Linked DNA regions of Danio rerio: region 1 is linked to region 2. Evidence: chromatin contacts called from public Hi-C data. All regions are on one chromosome and are shown on one strand. Each heading gives the region's core, a stretch centred on a gene start, on an enhancer-like site or on the middle of the called end of the contact. The rest is flanking DNA. Distances are from core to core; before and after follow the strand shown. Region 1 overlaps mbnl1 (muscleblind-like splicing regulator 1). Region 2 has its middle 44 kb from the start of mbnl1.

Region 1 (3,579 bases), core at 1,028-3,527, 58 kb before region 2:
CATTAGTTAATGCACCATGAGTGAACATGAACTAACAATGAACTACTGTATTTTCATTAACTAACGTTATCTAACATGAACAAATACAGTAGTAAATGTATTGTTCATTGTTTGTTCATGTTAGTAAATGCATTAATTAACATTAACTAATGAACCTTATTGTAAAGTGTGACCGGTTATAGTTTTATCATCAGTGTGGAAATTGTTTTACTGTATACCCAAGATTTTTCCTGGGATTTTTCAGTATTTTTAAATTCTACGCCACTAACATCTGGTTGAAACATTTTTCCTATTTCTCCTGGATTTTTAAAACTCTTTCCAAGAATAAAAGGTCTCAAATGTGATATATCATTGCATGAGCCGTTCAGGAGAATTATGCTTTTGTTTTATTTAGGCTTAAAAGTGCTTTTTTTAAATGAACATAAAAACTACAGCATTGTAATATTACTGTATATTAGTAATATTACTGTAATATTTAAGTGTATTTATACAAAATATACCTTTTATTTTATTTGCAACTATTTTATGTAAGCTATGTATTCTATCTTTTGTATTTTGCCTTTTTTCCCATATAACTGTTTCAGCTATATTTATTTACAATTAAACCACTCTGAATGAACAGATTTAGGAGTTTGCGATGATTTTATAAATTGTTGTGGGTGGAGGGTTGAGGCGGGGATTTCATATTTGTGCATCTCAGTGTTAAAAGTTATGTTTTACTGTGAAATGCCTCTGTGAAAACTGGGAATAATGTTTGTTTTCTGAATTCTTTAATAAACAGCAAGTCAATAAGAAAATACTTTTTCTTTTACAAGTTTTACAAGAGATTATAATTTGAAATAGAACTCTTTGAAAACATTATAAATGTATTATCTCTATTTTTTTTTTTTGATCAATTGAATCTCGCCTTGTTGAATACAACTATTGATTTCTTTAAAAAAATAATAATAAATGATCCCAACAGTTTGAAAAGAGAAAACTGTGAAATAACAAAAGGCAGCTAAGCATATTTATTTCTAATAAACTTAGATTTAAAGTGTGTCGAAGACGACAGAATAATGTCTTGTTTTAAAGTTTTTACTTAGATTAAAAATGAGCAATATATTTTGTGCAGTGTTTATTCCTCTTTTTTAAAGATATCAGATTAGTTCCATTTAAAAAATATTTTATCAATATTTTTAAATCAGGTAAAAAAACAGCTGAAATTATTAAAGTATTTTTAATGTTAAATTGTAAAAGATGTAATAAAAAAAGTCAAGACAAAAAATATTTTTACGTTGCTTAAACATATTTTTAGTTAAACATTTTAAAAAATATTTTTTTTAATTAAAAAAAAAATTGACGTTCAGATGACAAGAACAGTAAATTTTATTAAACTAATAAATTTAAAGTAGCAATATATATTTATATTTTTTTTAAACTGTAAATGTTAACAAACCCATCGTTATTGCAAAAGTGTTACCCTATTTACATTTGATGTCTTTTTGATGATCAGCAGAAAAAAAGTCACCCTGTTGACTGGCTGTGTCAGTTGGCGTTTCTGAGTTTGAATGTTCTACCTCGTGTTTGCGTGGGTTTTCTCCGGGTACTCTGGTTTCCCTCAACAGTCTAAAGACATGCAGTGTAGGTGAGTTAGGTAAACAAAAATTGGACACAATGTATATGTCTTTCGGATGAGACGTCAAACCAAGTTCCTGACTCTTTGTGGTCATTTAAAATCCCATGGCACTTCTTGTTAAGAGTAGGGGTGTAACCCAGGTGTCCTGGCCAAATTTTCTTGTGAAGTGCTTTGGGTGTATAGGCATACACAATAAATGCGCTATATAAATGCACATTACATTACATTACATTATGATTGTGTGTGTGAATGTGAGAGCATAAATCATATGGTGGAGTAGTTGGTGGTTCATTCCTCTGTGGCGACCCCTGATAAATAAGGGGCTAAGCCGAAGGAAAATGAATGAATTAATAAATAAATTATCACAATAAATATATTTGGCGCTTCATAATGTAGTTTATCAGGCAGTCTGTAGACATCATATGAAGCAAAAGGCAACTGATGTTCAGTCACGAGTACAAATATCATCATGTTTTACATTGGCTTTGATCGTGCTGTTTACTCTGTTTAGATTAGTTCAGTCTGACTGAACAAGGTCAAATGAGTGTTCGTGAACAACAAACAACCCCATTAAATCGGCAAGCCTCTACTTCACCTAATTGCAAAACCTGAGCTAAAATGGAGAGATAAGCATTAAGTGGGAGTGTTAGTCCTCCCTCAAACTACTTCACCTCAGTCTTGTCAGATTTTAGCATTATTTGAGGGGCTGGCAGGAAGGGAAAGTAGATTTGATGGTATTCAGTCAAACAATTTGCATCACATGCAAACGCACAACGCTGAAAGCATAGATGCTTGTTTGTGTTGGGTTTCTGGATCTCTGTGTGTGTGTGTGTGTGTTTTAGATGCCTGGTCATGTGATACCTGCTCTAATTATATCATCTGAAAGAAGGCCATCCACGGTCTGCTGTGATCGTTACTCTGCCCTCATAATGCAGTGACACACATAAAACACTCGATGAAACAATGGCTGAAGCACACTTCACTAATCTGGCAGAAAAGTTTAGGGATGGATTTCATGAAAGAAGGCTCTTCTGGGTTAATTTGATGAAAAGAAAATGTAAATGATAATTAAATTAAATATTTAATTTTATAATTAAATATTAATTAAATATAATTAAATATTAAAATAATATTTTCCATTCTTTATTCTTCATTTGTTGTCACTCTGTTGGCAAGGCTGAATTCTCAGTATGCAGTTTTGCATGGTCATTCAGAAATTATTCTAATATGCTAATTTTGTGCTGAAGAAACATTTATTATTATTTTTACTAATGTTAAAAACAGCTTTAAGGGTTAAGACTTTAATGAGCGCAGGGAGAACATGCAAACTCCACAAAGAAACGCCAGCTGACCCAGCCAAGGCTCAAAACAGTGACGTTCTTGCTGTGAGGTGACAGCACTACCAATTGCGTCACCGTGACGCCGTGAAATAATCAATATCGGGTTATTCTGACTCAACGGTCGCCACAGCGGAATGAACCGCCAGCTTATCCAGCATATGTTTTACGCAGCGGATGCCCTTCCAGCTGCAACCCATCACTGTGAAACATCCATACACACTCTTTCACACATACACTACGCACAATTTAGCCTACCCAATTCACCCATATCGCATGTCTTTGGACTGTGGGGGAAACCGGAACACCCGGAGGAAACCCACGCCAACAAGGGGAGGACATGCAGACTCCACACAGAAATGTCAACTGACCTAGCCGGGGCTAGAACCACCAACCTTCTTGCTGTGAGGCGATTGTGTGCGCCATTGTGCCGCCCCCCAATTTTTCGGTCTGAAAAATGATTATTTGTAAATGCAGACAAACTCACAATTTTCAAGTGGTATTTTGAATTTAATTTCATAATTTTGATTTGAAAACTGGCTGCAAAGTGGGTAATAGGTGAATTGGGTAGACTAAAGTGGGTAGTGTGTGTGTGTGTGTGTATGAGTGTGAATGAATGTTTCC
Region 2 (3,721 bases), core at 1,079-3,578:
GGTTATTCTATAGAGAGCTGACCGTTATCCTTTTGATTAGCATCATTTCTTTTAGGTTGTGCAGTTTAACTCACAGATTTTCTACAAAGTATGCTGTAAAGTAAACTCGCAGACTTTTTTTGTCACATCCATAACGCATCTTTATTTCCCTCATTTAAAGTACAAAACATGTTTACAAATTGATATTTTTCTGGTACCTTAAATCTGAAAAATATAAACAAATGTTTCAATATAACATTAACATATACTTTCTATGCGAGTTTATGTTTTGAGTTTTTACAGCAAATGTAAAAACTGCAAAACAATTACTGCAATTGTGCAAATTTATTTTATCTTTGCCATGATGACAGTACGTAATATTTTTCAAGACACTTCTTTAGGTTTTTGTATAACGATAGTTTGTTCTGTAGACTATCGAGAAAAAGTATAGCTTAAAGAGGCTAATAATTTTGACCTTAAAATATATATATTTTTTTTTAAATTAAAAAACTGCTTTTATTCTGGCCGAAATAAAACAAAAACATCTTTCTCCAGAAAAAAAAAAATATTATCAGACATACTGTGAAAATTTCCTTGCTCTGTTAAACATCATTTGAGAAATATTTTAAAAAGCAAGAAAATTCAAAGGGAGGGGGGGGGGGGGGGGGGGGGGGCTAATAATTCTGTATATTAGTATATTTAATATATGTATATAGCAAATAATTAAGAAAAAAAAATATGTACATACACACACATTATTGAAAAAACACTGGGTTGTTTAAACCCAACATTGGTTCAAAATGAACAAACCCAATCATTGGGTTAAAAAGTGTCATTTAAATTTTATTGAAAAACAAAAACCTCAATGTTGGCTTTGTCAATATTTGAATTAAAGCTTATGTGTGGGTATATACACACAAGCACACACATGTATGTATCATTTTTTAAAGCCATGCACTGCTATAACATCTTGACATTAAAAGAGACTCGTAGCAACTTCATAGAGCTAAATTAGGAAACTGAGCTAGTTTCACTTGCTCAAACAGTTACAACAGCAAGAAAACAGGAAGTTTATGAGTGACAAGAGTGAGAACTTCTCAGTTTGCAAACGTCCTCTTTTGGAGCACGGACGTACAAAACCTAACAAAGCCTGACACTGTTTTGACACAAAGCGTGTTGAGAAAGAAGCATTTCAGTTTGCTCTGAGAGATATGCAAGGGGAAACGCATTACAAAACAGCTCTCGATGACTAAACAGAACGGCTGCTCATCTCCTCCCGCCAAATGTTATCACCAACTACAGATGTATCTCAATAAACAAAAAGCACAATCTCACATCACACCTTACATAATCACCTCTGGAGAGTGTCCTAAAGAAAATCAACAGCAGCAAAACATTCAGAAATGAATAGTCCTTTCTTACTGTCAGAGGCAAAGTCGTTGGTGTGTTTTACACGGTCAATGACATTTGGCAGCAGATGTACATCATTGATTCCTCAAACCGACTTTGAATATAATCAAATAAGTTGTGAAGCAACATTAAAGGACAGAGAGTGATCGGTAGCAACTATGACCCTTTAACAAAGTCAAACAACTTCATAATGGAAATTGACATGAAATGGTTTGCATACCAAATTCGGCAGACAAAGAGGCAGAGGAGGAAGTGGTCAAGCATGTCAAAATGCAAGTCATTTTAAGAGAAAAGAAGGTAAATATCCAATCTACAGTAGATAAACTTACCATATACAGTAAAAAAAATATTAATAAGTTAATCATTTGATGTATTTGCGCCATATTGTAATGCATTAACAATTAAAAGTAAAGTATATATTGTCCTATATGGTTATAAACTACAAACTACAGTGATCAAAATGCATTAAAATAGTTTACAGTCTAAATATTGATATTTTTTTCATAAATGTAAAAATATTATATGTATTATATAAACATATGAAGAATTCCCAAAACAACGTGCATATTTTTAAGTAGGAAAGTATTTATTTTACCAATAATTTTCAGATTTTGTAAAACGAAGCAAAAATAACAGTGACAAACCGGCCAAATTACTCAATATATATAAAACAACTCAACATTAGCATTTAAGAATGCAACTGTTCACTTATTTACAACAATATATTAATAACATACATATAAATAAATAATAAAACAGATAGATATTCACAGTAATAGAAGCAAACAGAAAATATTGAGAAAACGTGCATATTTAAGGCGATGTTTGCTGGGTTGGTTCTTACCCGCTTGTGGTGCGAGAGCTGTATCTCCACTGAGATCGAGACAGGAACTCACACATGTGTCACCAAGCCAATGTGGCTCACCGCAGTGCATTCTGGGCCAGATACTAACGTATGCCCTGGTGTGTCACGGTGCATGGCTAAGCAGGGAGAAGCATGCATGCAAAACACTGCATTAAGATGTCAGAGTGTGTGCGGGTGTGCGTTTATGCTTTCAATGTGTGATCACATGATAAAGCACAGACTGAAGCAACCGTGTGTGTGTGTGTGTGTGTGTGTATGTGTGTGTGTGTGTGTGTGTGTGTGTGTGTGTGTGTGTGTGTGTGTGTGTGTGTGTGTAAGTGTGTGTGTGTGTGTGTGTGTGTGTGTTCAGCGATCATTCTCTCTATCGCCATGGAAACCTGCTTTTATCTTATTTGCATCTGGGTGTTTTAGCAGCAGAAAGAAAGAGAGATAGAGAGAGAAAGGAAACACCACTGCCCTCCTCTGAGACTTTAAGAAGTTGTTCAATAATAAAATGCAGTATATTGCGATAATAAACACTCATGATGTTGTTAAATATAGTAAAGTTTTAAAATATACATTTTATTTATCAATTTAACTTTTAGAATGCATGCTAAGAATATTCAGATTGTTGTATTCACAGTGGCATGCACCAAAGGCTTAAAGGTGCCATAGAATGCATTGGTTCAATATGTAGGTATGTGGCTTAGTTGCTAAAATTCTCCAGATATGTTTTTATATGCTCATTTACAACCATAGGAATTACACTTAAAAAGAAAAGCTTCATTTTGACCTTATTTGGAAGGGTTGTGAATATTAATGAGCTCTGCTTTGACACTAAACATTTCACAATGCAGTGGTCCTTCATTATTCACGAGAGTGGCGTTCTAAAAGTAACTCGCAATAGGTGAAATCCGTGAAGTAGTCAGCTTAATATTTTTCAACTGTTATAGATGTTTTAGGGCAGTAAAAGCCCTCACTGCACACTTTATACACTTTACTCAGACAGGCATTAACATTTTCACACTTTTCTCTCTAGTTTAAACACTCTCAAAGTTCAAAGCTTCAGATGTGAACGATCGGCGGAAGAAAGTAGTTCCTCATACAAAAGGATTATGAGACTCTTCGTATTTGATTTTCTTTTTTACATACACAATTATGAAGCCAAACTGTTGTATAAACGCAATTTCACACTCGTAGCAGTGCAATATGACTATAATGCACACCTCCCACCAGTGCCGATATACAGCCACATCACACTGCTATATATACACACACACAAACACAGCCATGATGACTTACCTAATATTTTACTAGATCTTTATCAAGATACTATTGAGCTTAAATTGCAATTTAAAGGTTTAACAACAGTAGGTTAATTAAGTTAATTTAGGGTAATTAGGCAAGTCATCGTAAAACAAGGCATTCAAAAAAATTGGTTAAAGGGGCTAATAATTTTGACCTTAAAATAGGTTTTAAAATAATAAA

What was found. A called contact is a pair of places that touch in the nucleus more often than the background predicts.
Region 1: a Hi-C map of embryo shows a contact between it and region 2, with 1.8 times the contacts expected there. The contact joins two enhancer-like sites. A contact is called at or near these places in 3 of 18 Hi-C or Micro-C datasets (embryo and hematopoietic stem cells).

What each region holds. Positions count from the first base shown.
Region 1 is chr2:51,012,814-51,016,392 of GRCz12tu, reverse strand. All of the region lies in intron 1 of mbnl1 (muscleblind-like splicing regulator 1), which reads right to left. Among named protein-coding and RNA genes, the nearest start is that of mbnl1, 14 kb to the right of the region's middle. Within about 2 kb of position 2,277, at least 5 of the 62 cell types and tissues checked have an H3K27ac peak or open chromatin away from gene starts, as enhancers often do.
Region 2 is chr2:50,955,123-50,958,843 of GRCz12tu, reverse strand. No RefSeq gene overlaps it. Among named protein-coding and RNA genes, the nearest start is that of mbnl1, 44 kb to the left of the region's middle. Within about 2 kb of position 2,328, at least 31 of the 62 cell types and tissues checked have an H3K27ac peak or open chromatin away from gene starts, as enhancers often do.